Linked DNA regions of Anas platyrhynchos: region 1 is linked to region 2. Evidence: chromatin contacts called from public Hi-C data. All regions are on one chromosome and are shown on one strand. Each heading gives the region's core, a stretch centred on a gene start, on an enhancer-like site or on the middle of the called end of the contact. The rest is flanking DNA. Distances are from core to core; before and after follow the strand shown. Region 1 holds the start of LOC101791601 (hypothetical protein). Region 2 holds the start of STARD9 (StAR related lipid transfer domain containing 9).

Region 1 (6,760 bases), core at 3,851-6,350, 130 kb after region 2:
TGCAAGTTCAAGCTCACAGAAAGGTCAGTCTCACATCTTAGTCCTCACCTGCTATGCACGATGAGTAGAGCTGTGCCAGACACTCCAACTGTTTCTTGCAAGAAACCTTAGCAGGATCCGCACAGGTCACCAGATGGCTTTCAGCGGGAAGGCTTGCACTGCGAGTGTAACTAGGCTTAGTGGGAGTACCAGGATCAAGAGATATCCCTGCAGGAGAAGAAGCCTGGTGCAGCAACTTGCATCTGAAATTCAAGAACAGCAACACACCATGTGACTGAAGATGATACACAGCAGCCCTGTGATCAGAAGAGGCCTTTCCCTGGCAGTAGAGCATGAAGGAAATCCTGCAATAACTGAACTCATCATTTATACTGCCTAAAGCTGCTTGTACCATGACAGTAATTTAACACATTTTTCTTAATGAGACAGGATCCTGTGGCTAACAATCAAAAGACTCAAAAGAACCACCGATTCCTACTCTGCTGACACACCATGTCACTTTGGCAAAATTATCTAACTAGCCTTTGCTATTGCTTCTTCTCACCTAAACCAGTATTCATTAAGGACATCGAACCTATCCTAAAAAAAGAAATATATTGCATGTATAATTTCTGACAGCTAGACACTGCAAAATCTATGAAAATAGGGTTCACATACATACTTTCAGCTGTATTTACAAGTTAAATGATGCTCTGAGAAGATCTAATACCACTACATAGAAAGGCAATGCAACAACTGATGAAATCCCATATTGACAAGTTAAACAACAGAAAGAATGAACTACTTCAGTTGTAGGATTCTAAATCAGTAACAGTTACTCAGTTAAACATATAGGTATTGTTAAAAAAAAATGCCTCAGAGGTCATCCAAAATGCAGGAGCAGAGTGGCATATGTAAGATCCATGAGAAGCAGGAAAAAAAAAGCCATTAATAGCAATATAAAATGACCGTTAAAGATCCCTATGGAACATCCACGCTGGCAACAGCACACCCACTTACACCCAAATTGTCTTAAAAGTAAAATCTTTAACAATCACTTTAAATGCTATCAGCAGGACAGAAACAGGAAATAATGACATGTGCAAACCCATGAAGTGGCAGTCATAAGAAAGTGGTAAAGACTCCTGAAGATAAAATAAGGGTCATTGTTCCAGAGTCAGCACACCTTCAAAACAACAAGCACAAGCTAATTGCATTAATGTGTCTAATATGCATAAATATGTCTAACACCAGAGTCACAGTTGTGTTTAGGCAAAGTATAGTTTGAGGTTACCCCTATCTGGTTTAGATATTCTTTGGATATTCTTCATTTCCACTCTCACTTTGGTACCATCTTAAGACAAGAGAATTAAAAATTAATACAAGCCTAACACCACCATGCTCAGACAGTACCGTTCTTTCTTCAGCATCTCTCTCTCCTCTTGAAGGCTGCTGCTTATCGCAGAAGTTAGGTTTCCTTCCTGGACAGTACTAAAGGCCTCAAGGCTTGACCCAGATGAAAACCGAGCAGTTGGAGACTGGCTGACAGGCGTAGAAGTGAAGCACGTCTTTGGCTTGGAAAGGGGGCGCTCGGCACTTACAGGAGTGGGGTTGATTCTCCTTGACGGCTTACTTTTGCTGAAAAAGTGAGAAGGGATTCTTTTGAAATCACCAAAACAACAGAACAGTTGCCCGAAAGAAAAGGCAAAGTCACCAGGGAGGCCAGGGCTAGCTGAAGACCAAAAAGAACATGGGCATTGGCCCACTACTTTGCCCATAACCGCATTACACAAATGAAGCCGCACATAAACGTTCATTACCAGAATTCACAGAACATCAGCCAAAAAGCTTTTCTCCCTAGCATCAATAAAGCTGAAGAACCTTCCAGGACTGCTCTTCATTACCAATTGCTATTGCATTAAACAAGAAATGTGAAGAGCCAAGATAATGCTGACTTGTTAGAACATGCAAGGACAAAGATGTGCTCAGCCTCTTATCAGCTGGCCTGTGCAATGGCAAGCTGCAGGCACATCGCAAAGCTAAAGAGGCAACCAGGTGAGTTCAGAGCAGAAAGCTGACTACCTGTCAGCTCCCCTACGTGGCAACTGCTACAAGACTCTCCTGGCCAAGGAGAACAAGAAGCCAGCCCCCAGGTACTGCTTATTACAGCATCTTCTGTATTTTCACATGCACAACAGGATGAGCTAGTCAAGAACAGTAACCTACAGCGCAACCCAAACGAGGCAGTGAGAAATACTTGCTCTTACTTTGTCCAGCCAGAGGCTGCACCCATAGGTGGAAACTCCTCCAGGTTGTTAAGATTTAGCTGGCTGGGTGGGGATCTAGCAGAAACAAGAGGCACTTCACTCCGCTTTCTTCTCCCTCCACTCCACGAGGGACTGTCATTCTTTCCATCTTCCTCTTCAGCAAGGGAGCGCCCCAGATCCCGAGGCACCTGCCGGCCAGAGGCACTGACTGCACTGCCACCTTTCCTTCTGCCTCTCCTCGCTGGCAGGGCTTCGGGCGTAGCTGTCAGGAAGCTCCCCAGGCTGGCCTTCTGAGATGAGCGCCTCTCGCTGTGGTTAAGCACAGGGCTGTACCCAAAGCTCGGGCTGCTACTGGAGGCCATGCTCGGGAAGTCGCTGCAAGGGCTTGACAGGTTTGACCCTGAAAAGGAAGAAGAGCCACTGGATGCAGCAGCGGGGGAAAAGCTGGTATCTGTGGTGCAAGAGGTCACTGAAGTCCTTTGGGAAAAGAGCTGCACTCGGCTGCTAGTCGCATGACCTGCTCTCCTTTCTGATCCTGTCCTTTGGCTCCCATGGGCCTTGGAATTGGGAGTTTTAGCAGGAGTAGAGGGTCCATTAGTCAGGATCTGGCTGGTTTGCTCCCTTAAAAAGTTCAGCAGAAAAGGCACAAAGTCTTTCTGAAGTAAACTGAGAGACACCAGCTTGTCATGGATGTGGTTCTCCTGCAAGGAAAGAGCACAAAGCATTAACATAAAGATGCTACCTGATACCTTCTTTTCACTCATTTAGTAGTTACTATGGGAATGTGATACACCATAAAAAACAATATGATTTGTCAAAGCAGGCCACTAAACTTCAAGTGACCATAGCACCAGTCATAGATCTGAAACCCAGCCTCCACACAAGCTATTTTGGCAGGAGTTTTCAGATGCTGTCATTCACTTTGGTCTCCAACTGGGAACCAGCAGAACTGCCTCCCGGAGACACCCGTAATACTGAAGCTACAGCCAGCAAGAACATGGAGCAACTGGCACCTCTAGGTCCAATGTTTCAAGGTAAGATGGATAATTCTAACATAAAAAAAATAAAATCTGCAATTTCTCTGTTACCTACTCATCTACAAATACCTCACGCTCCCACAGAGGGGTGCTGTAATAACAAACATTTAAGCACTTTCAGCGCCAAATGCAAGACCAAAACTGCTCTTCTATTTCAATTAAACAATTTATTTGTTTGAGACCCCACAGAGCTCTAATAGAGACCACGCAACCTCAAGGTACATGAAGTTTATACTTAAGAAACCCAAACAAAACAAAACGAAAAAAATCACCACAGAATCAACACATGTAAAAATCAAAATAGATGGTGATCTTACCAGAGTAAAACTAGTCAAAAAGACTTCATTTGACATGCACAGTTCAAAGCTTTGTATGATGGGTAATATTTATTTTATTCTTAATACTTTTATGTTTCCTGTCAATGGTATTCAGCAACATTTGCAATAATAGCAGAAGCAGCTCTCAGAGACAGCAACTTACTCCTTACTAATATCAAAATAATAGCAGGTGCATTCCCACTTCATTTATATTCACATCTCCACTATACAAAAAGAGACAAACACTATTTTGGAAGGAACTGCTTCTATGAAAGGAGACAGTGAAAGCAGGGTCACGATTTGCCTCCAGCTGTGCTTGACAGCAGCAGTGAAGTTCTGATCTGAAAGCGTGGAACCTGTGCAGCTTCCTAGAGAAGTACGAGACTGGCACAACCCGATAACGGGCAGGCAGCCCCAGTCAGCGGGGTTCATGCTTGCGAGAAACGGGTCAGAACACAACAGGTGGTTGAAGACCCAACTTCTTACCAGCTCCAGAGAGAACCTGCCGCACGAGCTAGGGCAAGACATGTTCTGTCATTCCTCAGGTGCCCACCTGGGCTTAGTGTAGAGGCTGACAGGTAAGATTATTACAGTCCGTGCACAAGGTCAGGCAGTTTCTCAACCAGTTCTGAGCACAACCCGCCTTCACTCATCTCTCTCTGTGCAAGCCAACAGAGGTGCAGATCCTCCACCACAGGACAAGCGAAACCTGTCAACGGCTCCAGCCGCAAGCCTGCCGCTTGCTCCCTCACCCCGGGCTGCACCCAGCCATGACAGGCAGGCAGCAAATCCCCACCAGGGCCAAACTTTCCAGTCAGTCAGCACAGCCCCCCCAGCCTTGGGCACCGCTACCCGAGCCACCAGGGCCACTCCTTAAAGTCGCCTTTAAGGATCGCGGGACGACCCACGGAGCTTCTGCCCACAGCAGGTCGGGGGCACAGCGGCGGGGGCTGATTTTACCTCAGCGCGTTCCGAGGGGCTCTGATCTTTAACTACAGACCCCTTCCCCTACGCTCCCACCGAAGCAGCAGCGCCCAGGGCCGCTCTGTGGGTAGGAACCACGCGAACCCTCCCCACACACACGCCCACGGCACAGCTCGGGGCGCCGGGGCCCAGCAGGAGCCCACCCAAGCCCCTCGGCCGGAGCTGCAGGCCCCGGGCCCGGCGGCTCCTAACGGTCCCCTCCGCGGGCAAACTTCCCGCCCCGGCCCCGGCCCCGGCCGCGGTTACCTCAGCGGGGCGGTGGCCGGGCCCCTGGCGGAGCCAGCGCAGCACGGCGCCGACCGCCACCTCCTCGCGCAGCAGCAGCTCCAAAACCGCCGCCATTCCCGGCCGCTGCCGCCGCCGAGCAGGCGCACAAGGCGCGGCGGGGCCGGGCCGTGCCGGGCGGTAGCGGGCAGCAGCAGCGGCAGCAGCAGCAGCAGCAGGGGCGGGCCGGCGGCGGGGAGCGCGGGCGGGGGCGGAGCGGGCCGGGCCCGGGGCCGGGCCCCCTCCCCATGTCAACACGCGGGGCACGGGGCGCCTGCGCCGGCCGCCCGCGTCCTTTCCTCTCATGCGCGGTGCTCCCTTCCCCGGCGGGGCGCGGGGACCGGCCTAGCGGCGGCGGCGGCCGCGGGCCGGGGCGGGGGAAGGGGCAGCGGCAGCGGCGCCCCCCGCGGCTCCGCGCCCGCCCGCCGGCCGCCCCGGCCCCCCTGAGCGGCGGCAGCAGCCGGTGATGATGGCCGAGGACTCGCCGAAGCGGCGCAAGGCCAATTTCAACGAGGCGGAGACGGAGGTGCTGATCGAGCAGGTGCTGAAGCACGAGCAGCTGCTGTTCGCCGCCGGGCCGGGCCGCGCGTCGCCCGGCCAGAAGCGGAAGGTGTGGGAGCTGATCCGCCACAAGGTGAACCCGGTGGCCGCCTGTCCCCGCGACGTGGAGGACCTGAAGAAGCGCTGGCGGGACCTGAAGCGCCGCGACCGCAGCAAGCTGTGCCGCCTGTCGCAGGGCTGCGGGCCGCCGGGCCCCACCGCCGCCGCCGCCCTCGGCCTCGGCCTCCTGCTGGCCCCCGAGGAGCTGCCGCCCGCCGCCGCCGCGCCGCCCGGCCGCCACCACCTCCACCGCCTCCACCGCCTCCACCACCACCACCACCACCACCGCGCCTACGGCTCCCTGCTGCCCGCCGAGGCCGTGCCCATCGTGGGCGGCATCGACACGCTGGAGCTGCCCGGCGCTGCCGTGGGGGAGATGGGTGAGTGCGGGGCGCTGCCTTCGCCCCTTGGATGCCCACAGTGCGTGCGTGGGGCTGGCGGACAAAGTCGCATCGAAGCAGCACATCAGAGTAGACCCCCTGGCCGTGAGGCGCTAGACCCAGCCGCTCGCATCCACGCTTGTAGGCTCTGTCCTTGCAAAGGTAAAACGCCAGCCCTCAGAGCTAGGCTGTCCAAAGCCCTGTGAGTACATAAGTTCTTATGCCTACAAGAGACATGGCATTAGTGCACTGAAATGATCACCTTCAATACCGAGGGATTTCTTGCAACCAGTGTTTAGTCCACACTGTTACGGGTTACCAGGCGCACAACAGAGGGTGAAATGAGCTTGCAGTGGAACTTGTCTTTTGGAACCTAGAACTTGGCACCTGTGGTGGGGACAGTGAGGGAACTGTAGAATACAAAGATACAGTTAACGGGTGAATGCATCTTTACAGTTTCCTTCCCCACCTACAGAGGTAGTGCATATTCTAGAGACGTCAAAGGTAACACAGTGCAAGTCACTGCTGTGGAGTCTCAGTTCAAGGGCTAATGTTTATGTTTAGTGGATAAGAACATATCTCACCATGAGGTTCCTCACTGACTCTCCTCTGCTTTTCCTCTCCCCCCAACTCCTCTAGGATTTAACGATGATCCTGGCCCATCTCATCAACCTGGTCTTGAGAAGGTGAACCTAAAAGAAGAAATAGTAGTGAAAGTGGTAGAGCCAGAAGAAAGCTCTGAGGACATGGCAGTGGTTCCGCCTAGCCAAGAACAACTACCTTTTCTGGGGACATCGGGTAGTGGTTCCTCTGGGAAAGTAAAAGCCAAAACAAAAGGCAGGCCCCAGGCAGACCAAAATGAAATAACTGAAGCAGACCTAGTGCAGATTCAGCAGACCCAGATGCAGGTGATCCAGGCTGGCTTTGACAGT
Region 2 (7,192 bases), core at 1,427-3,926:
TGACAGAGCAAATATTGGAATGGAGGGAACTGCAAAAAGGAGTGTATTCTGATGGTATCTGCAATACTGCCGAATTGGACTTTGGCTTATCTTTAACCTAGCACAGCTTTTTTTTTTTTTTCCTCATATGGGATGGCTATTTGAAAAATTGCAATTTAAGCCTGTGAAAAGTACAACATAGTTGTGCCTTAATACAGCGGGGATTTTGTAAGTAGTTATATTTATGTTCTGACATTATAGTTAAATGATTATCCATTCTCCAACTATTTAAAAAAACAACAACCTTTGAGCAGTAGCTCATAGGAAGGCAGACTACTGAAAAGACTGTTTAAGAGTTCTTTTTTGAAATAGTTGGGCAGGATTCTCTTGGAGCCTGTATCTTCGATGCAATTTTGTTTTGATTTTTCTCATGTGTTTGCTGCAATGTGTCTATTCATTTTTGTAAGTATTTTGATAATACACTGTATTTTTTATGTACCTATAAAACTTCAATAAACGCACTAGATTTTAAGAACCACGTTTATTGGTCTTCATTTTGTTATGGAATCCCACATTTAAAAACCAAAGAGTGGTTCCAAGTGCTGTGGAAGCATGGACAGGAACCTAACAGTTCAAACCAAGGAATTAAATTAGTTTTAGGTTACAGTTTATTACAGCTATGATGTGGTTGATTGGGAAAGCTGGGAATTTACTTGATGTATAGCAGTTCTATAAATTTGTAACCTATGTTTCTATGATAGTGATAAATACATTCTTCAGTCTTTCCTCTTCTATTGCTTGCCCTGTATCAATGACCTCCTTAGAATATAACTTTTTCCATGCGTATGACTAACAACTTAGCAACTGTGACTTGTACCAGTTCACAGTCTCAGGAACTTTTATGTTTTGAAAAGATGTGTTCGTAAAATGTTACTGCCAGGACATCTGTAAACCAGGACAGTTGTTGTCTTTCGTGGACACCCTGTTTTGTATTGAAGAAATGGAACAAACATGCAGATATATTGCCTTCTGTTACTGCATTGTCAGTTATCTGAATTCTTCGTTACTACAACGTGTTGATTTCTACTTTTAAAAACGAGCGCTTTATTTTTTGAAAGTAACCACTAGGTGGCTCAGTACCACACAAATTTCACCATAGCTTATGAGAGGTGCATTAAAACAAAGTAAAGTTAAGGAAGAAATAGTTGATTCTATGTTGAGCACCTTCTGATCAGAGTTACTTGTAATTGCTCAACTCAATATTAAATGTTTGAAATTTTCTAAGAATCATGTTATTAATCTTTCTAGACTACGTTATTCTACAGGGTGTGATGTCAAAGGTATAGCTTAACAATTCTCTAATATAGTATGCAAGTACAGGTGATTTTCCTCTGCTGATTTTCCCCTCTGCTGCTGCTGGGACATGTTAAAAAGACAAATGACTTGAATTAAGTCAAGCAGAGTGTCAAGAGAGAGCATGATCTGAGAATATAAACTGGAATTTGAGTCCTGTAAGCATGAATAGGATCCCATTGTGGGATTTGAGCCTGAGGTCCCCTGTGGTTCATTTCATACTTTGGAAATCATGGTCTTCTATGCAATTGCAGAGTAGCTGCAATTTTTACATTCTGTGAAATTGGAAGAAACAAAATCCAGACTTCTGGAATTATGGTCCATTGTCTCTATTGCTGGTTTAATTTCTCTCTCAAATTGTCTTACAATGATTCTTTAGATCAGTCAGGTAAACTAAAGATATTGTAATCTAAGGCTCAGAGATAGGATGAAAACACTTCTAGTTAGATTATTCATTATAATTCCTTGAAATGAAGATTATTTTATTCTTTTGCCATAGCTAAAGAGTTGAGCATATTTTCTTGTTTTACTCCAATATTGGAAAGCTGTCTGTGGAGATGGCAGGGTTTAGCTAATGCAATTTGCTATTTACATACTGATTCTTTCTTTAGTGTGACTGAAGGGCTAAATCTGTTGAATCAAACAGTGGTTCACAGCTGGTCGTATTTGTTTTAACATCGCTGTGGTGGGTCATGAATTGGGAAAAGCAAGTTTGAAGTTTGAAGGATTCATCATGGACTTCATTCTGGAAGGTTTCTGTATTATACTATTTATCAGATTCCATGTTTCTGGAGCTTAAGTCAAGTCACCTAATGGGGAGGTCTATACTTAAAGTATATATAAATAGTGTAATTAAATGGAAATGTAAGCATAGATTGCTTTATAACATGATCCTATCTGGTGTAAAAGTACTGTAGCTGAGTATTCAGATGCAGCCAGTTTCTAATATTTAGAAATACCAAAGCCAGAAACAAGTGCAGTAGAAGTAACACCTTTTGTTTTCTTTTGCCAGTCAGAAGTTCCCTAACAGGCCTGCTGTCCGGGTCGTGGCTGACAAATGATATTTGCTCTCACATCTCCTCGGTCATGTTGGTAGCTGACAGGGACACTACTCTAAACGCAAATTGTTCACGTTTTGGTGGGTTTAACATTAAGTGTAAAACCTTTGTCGACGCAACAGATGAAAATTGCTTTAAATTGATCTTTGGAGATATCAAAGCTGCAGGAGGGCTACCTTTCGCCACCCCTCTGCTCGCCAAACCCGGGGAGGGCGGCGTGAGGGCAGCGGGCCCAGGCCTGTGCTCGGGCCGGGCCCGCCCCGGGGGCGAGGCGAGGCGGGGCCGGGCGGCTCCGCCCCGGGGCGCGGGGCCGGGGGCGCGATGCGGGGCCGGGGCGCGGGCGGCGGGGCGTGAGGCGAGCCATGGCCAACGTCAAGGTGGCCGTGCGGGTCCGGCCGCTGAGCAAAAGGTGCGTGGGGGCGCCGCGGGGAGGCTCCGTGACAAGCTGCGGGGCGAGGCGGGGCCGGGATGGGGAAGGGGGACGGGAAGGGAGAGCGTCCCTCCGGCGCGCCCAGTGGCTCGGGGGGCTTGCTTGGGGACCCCGAGGCGTCCCTCCTCCTGAGCTCCCCCAGACGGGACGGCTGTCATCCAGCGTGAGGAAGGGTTCTCTTCCTCCTCCCTTGTTGCTGGGATTCCCAGAGCCGGACATTGCCGCTGGCTCTCGGCGCTGCTCCGCTCCCCCCCCCCGGCTGCTGGTCTCCGATGGGCAGGGCGGCAGGCAGGCAGGACGGCTTGAGGACAACTCCCCCAAACAAGAAGGTGCCGCAGCACAGCGCGCTGGTGGGCTCTGGATCTAACGTGTGGCTGAAAGCCTGCGGGCTGTGGAAGTTTGGGGAGGAAAGGGAAGGAAAAGGAGATTTTAGTGGCTTGTAATTTACGCCTCCTGTCAGAGGAATGCTGTCGCACTCCGGGCAGCACTGCTCAGAGGGCTGTCCCGGAGACGGGAGGCTGCCTTCTGCTTAGTGGGAGTCCCACGCTGCCTTCCGACTTCAGTGCCTTGTGTGATAAATAACCCTTTCACGGTGTGGGGAAAAGGATTCTGGAAGAGGTGCCTGTGGATTTCTTGCAGGAAGATACCAGAGAATGCTGAATAAAGTAAAATAATGTAAAAACAAATCCCAAACAAACTAAAAAATAACCAGCCAAACAAACAAAAATAAAACAAACAACAAACACGCAAACAAAACAACAACAAAAATACTGCTAGTCTTAAATAATAGAAAAGGGAAAGGTGGAAAGTAATGTACAGGTGTTCAATAAATTTTACCTTTGGCTCAAAACCAACTGATCCAAAAATATTCTAGCTATAATGACATTAAAAAAACAGATGTTTGGGTAATATAATTCTGATCTATAACACAGCTGTGGATAGAATAGATTTTGATAGATAGTGGCATATTTTAAGAAGAGTTGCAGCATGGAATTAAGCGAAGTTTTGCCTTTCATTGCTTAGTGTTGCTTTAATGTTGGAGATATTCTCTTTCTAATCTACTTCAGTACTGTTAGTCATTCCTAGCACTGACTGGTTAAATAAATTGCCATTATACTCTCTAGAAATAAAAAGCAGTACACAAATGCAAAGTATTAACATTAAAATGCCAATTTTAATGAGATCAAGTTGTTCAGACCATAGGACTCTTGTTTCAGCCTTGCAGAGTTCTCTGGAGATTGCAAATACTTCCAAGCTTGACTTGACGATGTATTTCATTGTGCAGCCAATTAGATTTGTTTCCCCCACAATAGCATTTGGCTTTGCATCGCTTTTGACTTAATGTTTCTTCCCCGATGGGTAGTATTTAACAGTGCATATGTGATTACAGCGTTAAATGGTGCCTATAACTGTGACAGGTAGGATGTGACAAACAGCAAAACCTTTGATGTAGTCAGCATGGGCCAGCAGTTTGATAGAGGGTACAGTTTGGGACGGTGGGTGGGAACAGAAACATAGCCTGGTGCACAAGGGTGAAATGAATCTGACACTGAAATGGAAATGTTTGTACAAAGGGGAGAACAGAAACCCAGGGGATAAAATGGGCAGAGACTGTTAAATAATTCCACCTGCTCCATCTGTGGCAACATAACTGGTGGGATGGGCAGGCAGAGACCAGTCCTGTGGTATTTGGCCCCAAAGGCAATTGCTGTTTATTCCCTGCATTGTGTTGCCACAGCTGAGGTCAGCATTCATGTGGCTTTTAATTTTTCATAATGGGGAAGGAGAAGTGATCAAATGTTGTCTGTGAATGCTCTGAACTTGCTTTATGGTCTTGACCAAAATTGCCTGAACATAATGACTTCAAGGCAAATACCACATATGTGAACACTTAACATAACCTTGATAAAGATTGGAAAGCCTAAAGCTTTCAGTGAGAATAGAGGCCTACTCTATCTATTTCAGTTCCTTAAACCACCTCCATGTTGTGGTCACATACATCTATACCTCTCACCCTCTCTATACACGCACGCCGTGATGGCCATTAACAGGCACCCGTGTTGCCAGAACTCCTAGGATCTCCTAGGTGCTTCAAAAGGAAAAGCTACCTGCAAAAAAAGAGTTTGACTTAAACTGAACAACTGTAATATGTGAAATTGCAGTTTCAGTGATTAAACTTTGTTTTTTTAAGAGTCCTGAAAATGGAGGAGCTATGAGCAAACGCTAGCACCAGAGTGTTAGTTGGTCATTTCTAGACTGTCCAAACTTAACGTACTTATTGCTTCATTTAATTTACATGGGCAGGTGAACTTTGTTTTTGCATCTTGAAGTTTACAGAATATTTGGAAGTTAAAATATCTTAATATGAGACGGCATAAAATCCTACTTCCTGTTTAAAGTATCTATTTATTATAAACCATTTTAATCACATCTGTTACTTGCTATTTAGCATAAGTCAAAGAGTGGTCTTTTTGTTTTGTGCCTGTTCAGCACCCATCACAATGTATTCTTTGATACACTGTGCCAGCTCTTCGGCTCCTATGCAGTAATAATCCCCCATGGTTAAAAAGCACATACAGTTGTACAGAGTGCAGAAATTTTTCCTTCAACCGAACTTTAAATAGCTTGTGGCTAATGTTCCTCATAAAGCCATCAGTCATTCTGTAACAGACTAAGCTATTTTTTGGCATCAAAGCATTGTCCTGGGAGAAAAATCCCTTGAGTATGTTCCATGGAGTGGCATTGCTTCCAAAAATCTTTATTATACATTTACAATTATAAGTCCAAAAAAAAATTTACATTGTATTCACATCAATACTTGTTCTCCATAACTGCATTTGCCCCTTTTTGAACATCCGCAGGGGTTGGAATTAGATGATCTCGAAGGTCCCTTCCAACCCAAACCATTCTATGATTTTATGACTGGGATGGAGCACAGCTGCCTCAAGCCTTTTCCTCCATGATCCCTACGCAGGATGCATTCCCTTTTCACAATGGACTTTGGGAACTGCTATGTACACAATCTTTAAGATAGGAAAAAATATATATTTTTTAAAAAACAGTGTTCTATACCACAATGAGAAGCCTCATGCCTTACTATAGGATTCTCTTCTTAGCATGCACCAGTGACTAGAAGTCATTGCATTCCTTCACGGATTGTGGCCTGAGTAAAATCATTCAGAGCAAGTTTATTTAATGAAATTGTAAAACGATAGCGGTGATAGTTAAATGCTTGACAGTAGGGCATGCAAGTTTCCCTGTGACACTTTCTGAGAGTTTAATATACTTCATTGGGCCCTGAAGTTTGAGGGCTCCTTGTGCAGCACGCAGCAAATCAGAAGGTGTTTTCTGCTGTTGAAAATCTCTTTCCAGTTGCCTCTGGGGCCTGGAAAAGGAGAGACTGGCAAGGAGCTCTTATTGGAAAGGGTCTTTCTGGGATCTTTATTAACTCACAAAAGAACTCCCATTCTCCATGAACCTCATGGACATGTCACCTGAAAGAGTCACTAAATAGGTGAATTAATGAGAAAACTGTCCTTTTTTTTTTTTTTTTTTTTTTTTTTTTTTTTTTTTTTCCTGCTTTGTATTGTCTCTAAGTTCTGGCTTGAAGGCCTCCTGGCCAGCTGTTTATTTCCCAGTCCCCTGATGAGTGAGCTCTGGAGCCTGTCCTCCACACACTGGCAAATGAGAGCTTCCAAGAAATGTCTGGGTAGCCCCAGGTGGCAGAGCTGAACCCAGTTTCCAGCTGTGCAGGTGTTTACCATCACAGTCTGAGCCTCAGTAGGAGTTTTCCTTGCTGCTGCTGTTCTCTGTGGCACAGTCTTCTGATGGCTGTCCTGTGGTGCAGTAGGTAATGAGGCTTGAGGGTGGGATAGGGAAGGAGGAGTTCAGTTTGAGGTCTTAAGACCACAGGTGATGGCTGTGAGCAAGCCTAAGGCTGGGAGGTATTTACCTGGGGTAGTAAGGAAAGTTTCTGTGTTAAGATTTCCAGAAAAATGCTCAGTGTATTTAGGTTAATCTGGCAGTATGTTGAGTTTAGCTGTGGTGAACAGGTGGGAGAAGAGCTATGCTGATTGGCGTGATATCATGTTAATATTTAAAAATAATTTCTATTAAAAAGGAGAACTATGTGGAAAAACAGAATTGCTTTAAAAATCATTCTGAAATGATGTTGGGTATGCCTTTATTAATCTGCTGCAGGATCAGCTTCTTTAACTAGTCTCTGTGCTGTGATCCACCTCGTTTGTTATTTCTAAGCACATCATGGTAAGTAGAAGGAAATATTTTTTTGTAAGAAGGACTTGTGGCAGTTTTAGAGATTGTGATATTAGGTGTTTTATATGCTTTTGCATAACTACAAGAACTTAGATAC

The links. A called contact is a pair of places that touch in the nucleus more often than the background predicts.
Region 1: a Hi-C map of skeletal muscle shows a contact between it and region 2, with 1.7 times the contacts expected there. The contact joins the promoter of LOC101791601 here to the promoter of STARD9 in region 2. A contact is called at or near these places in 2 of 8 Hi-C or Micro-C datasets (liver and skeletal muscle).

The regions. Positions count from the first base shown.
Region 1 is chr5:34,804,725-34,811,484 of IASCAAS_PekinDuck_T2T, forward strand. LOC101791601 (hypothetical protein) reads left to right here and starts at 5,101. Exons shown (of 2, transcript XM_027458594.3): 1 at 5,101-5,828; 2 at 6,468-6,760. The coding sequence starts at 5,315. It overlaps CDAN1 (codanin 1), which reads right to left and starts at 5,205. Exons shown (of 29, transcript XM_072038793.1): 1 at 4,831-5,205; 2 at 2,247-2,947; 3 at 1,393-1,617; 4 at 49-242. The coding sequence starts at 5,154.
Region 2 is chr5:34,673,399-34,680,590 of IASCAAS_PekinDuck_T2T, forward strand. It overlaps STARD9 (StAR related lipid transfer domain containing 9), which reads left to right and starts at 2,677. Exons shown (of 34, transcript XM_027458580.3): 1 at 2,677-2,799. The coding sequence starts at 2,753. HAUS2 (HAUS augmin like complex subunit 2) reads left to right here. Exons shown (of 7, transcript XM_027459510.3): 7 at 1-514. The coding sequence ends at 101.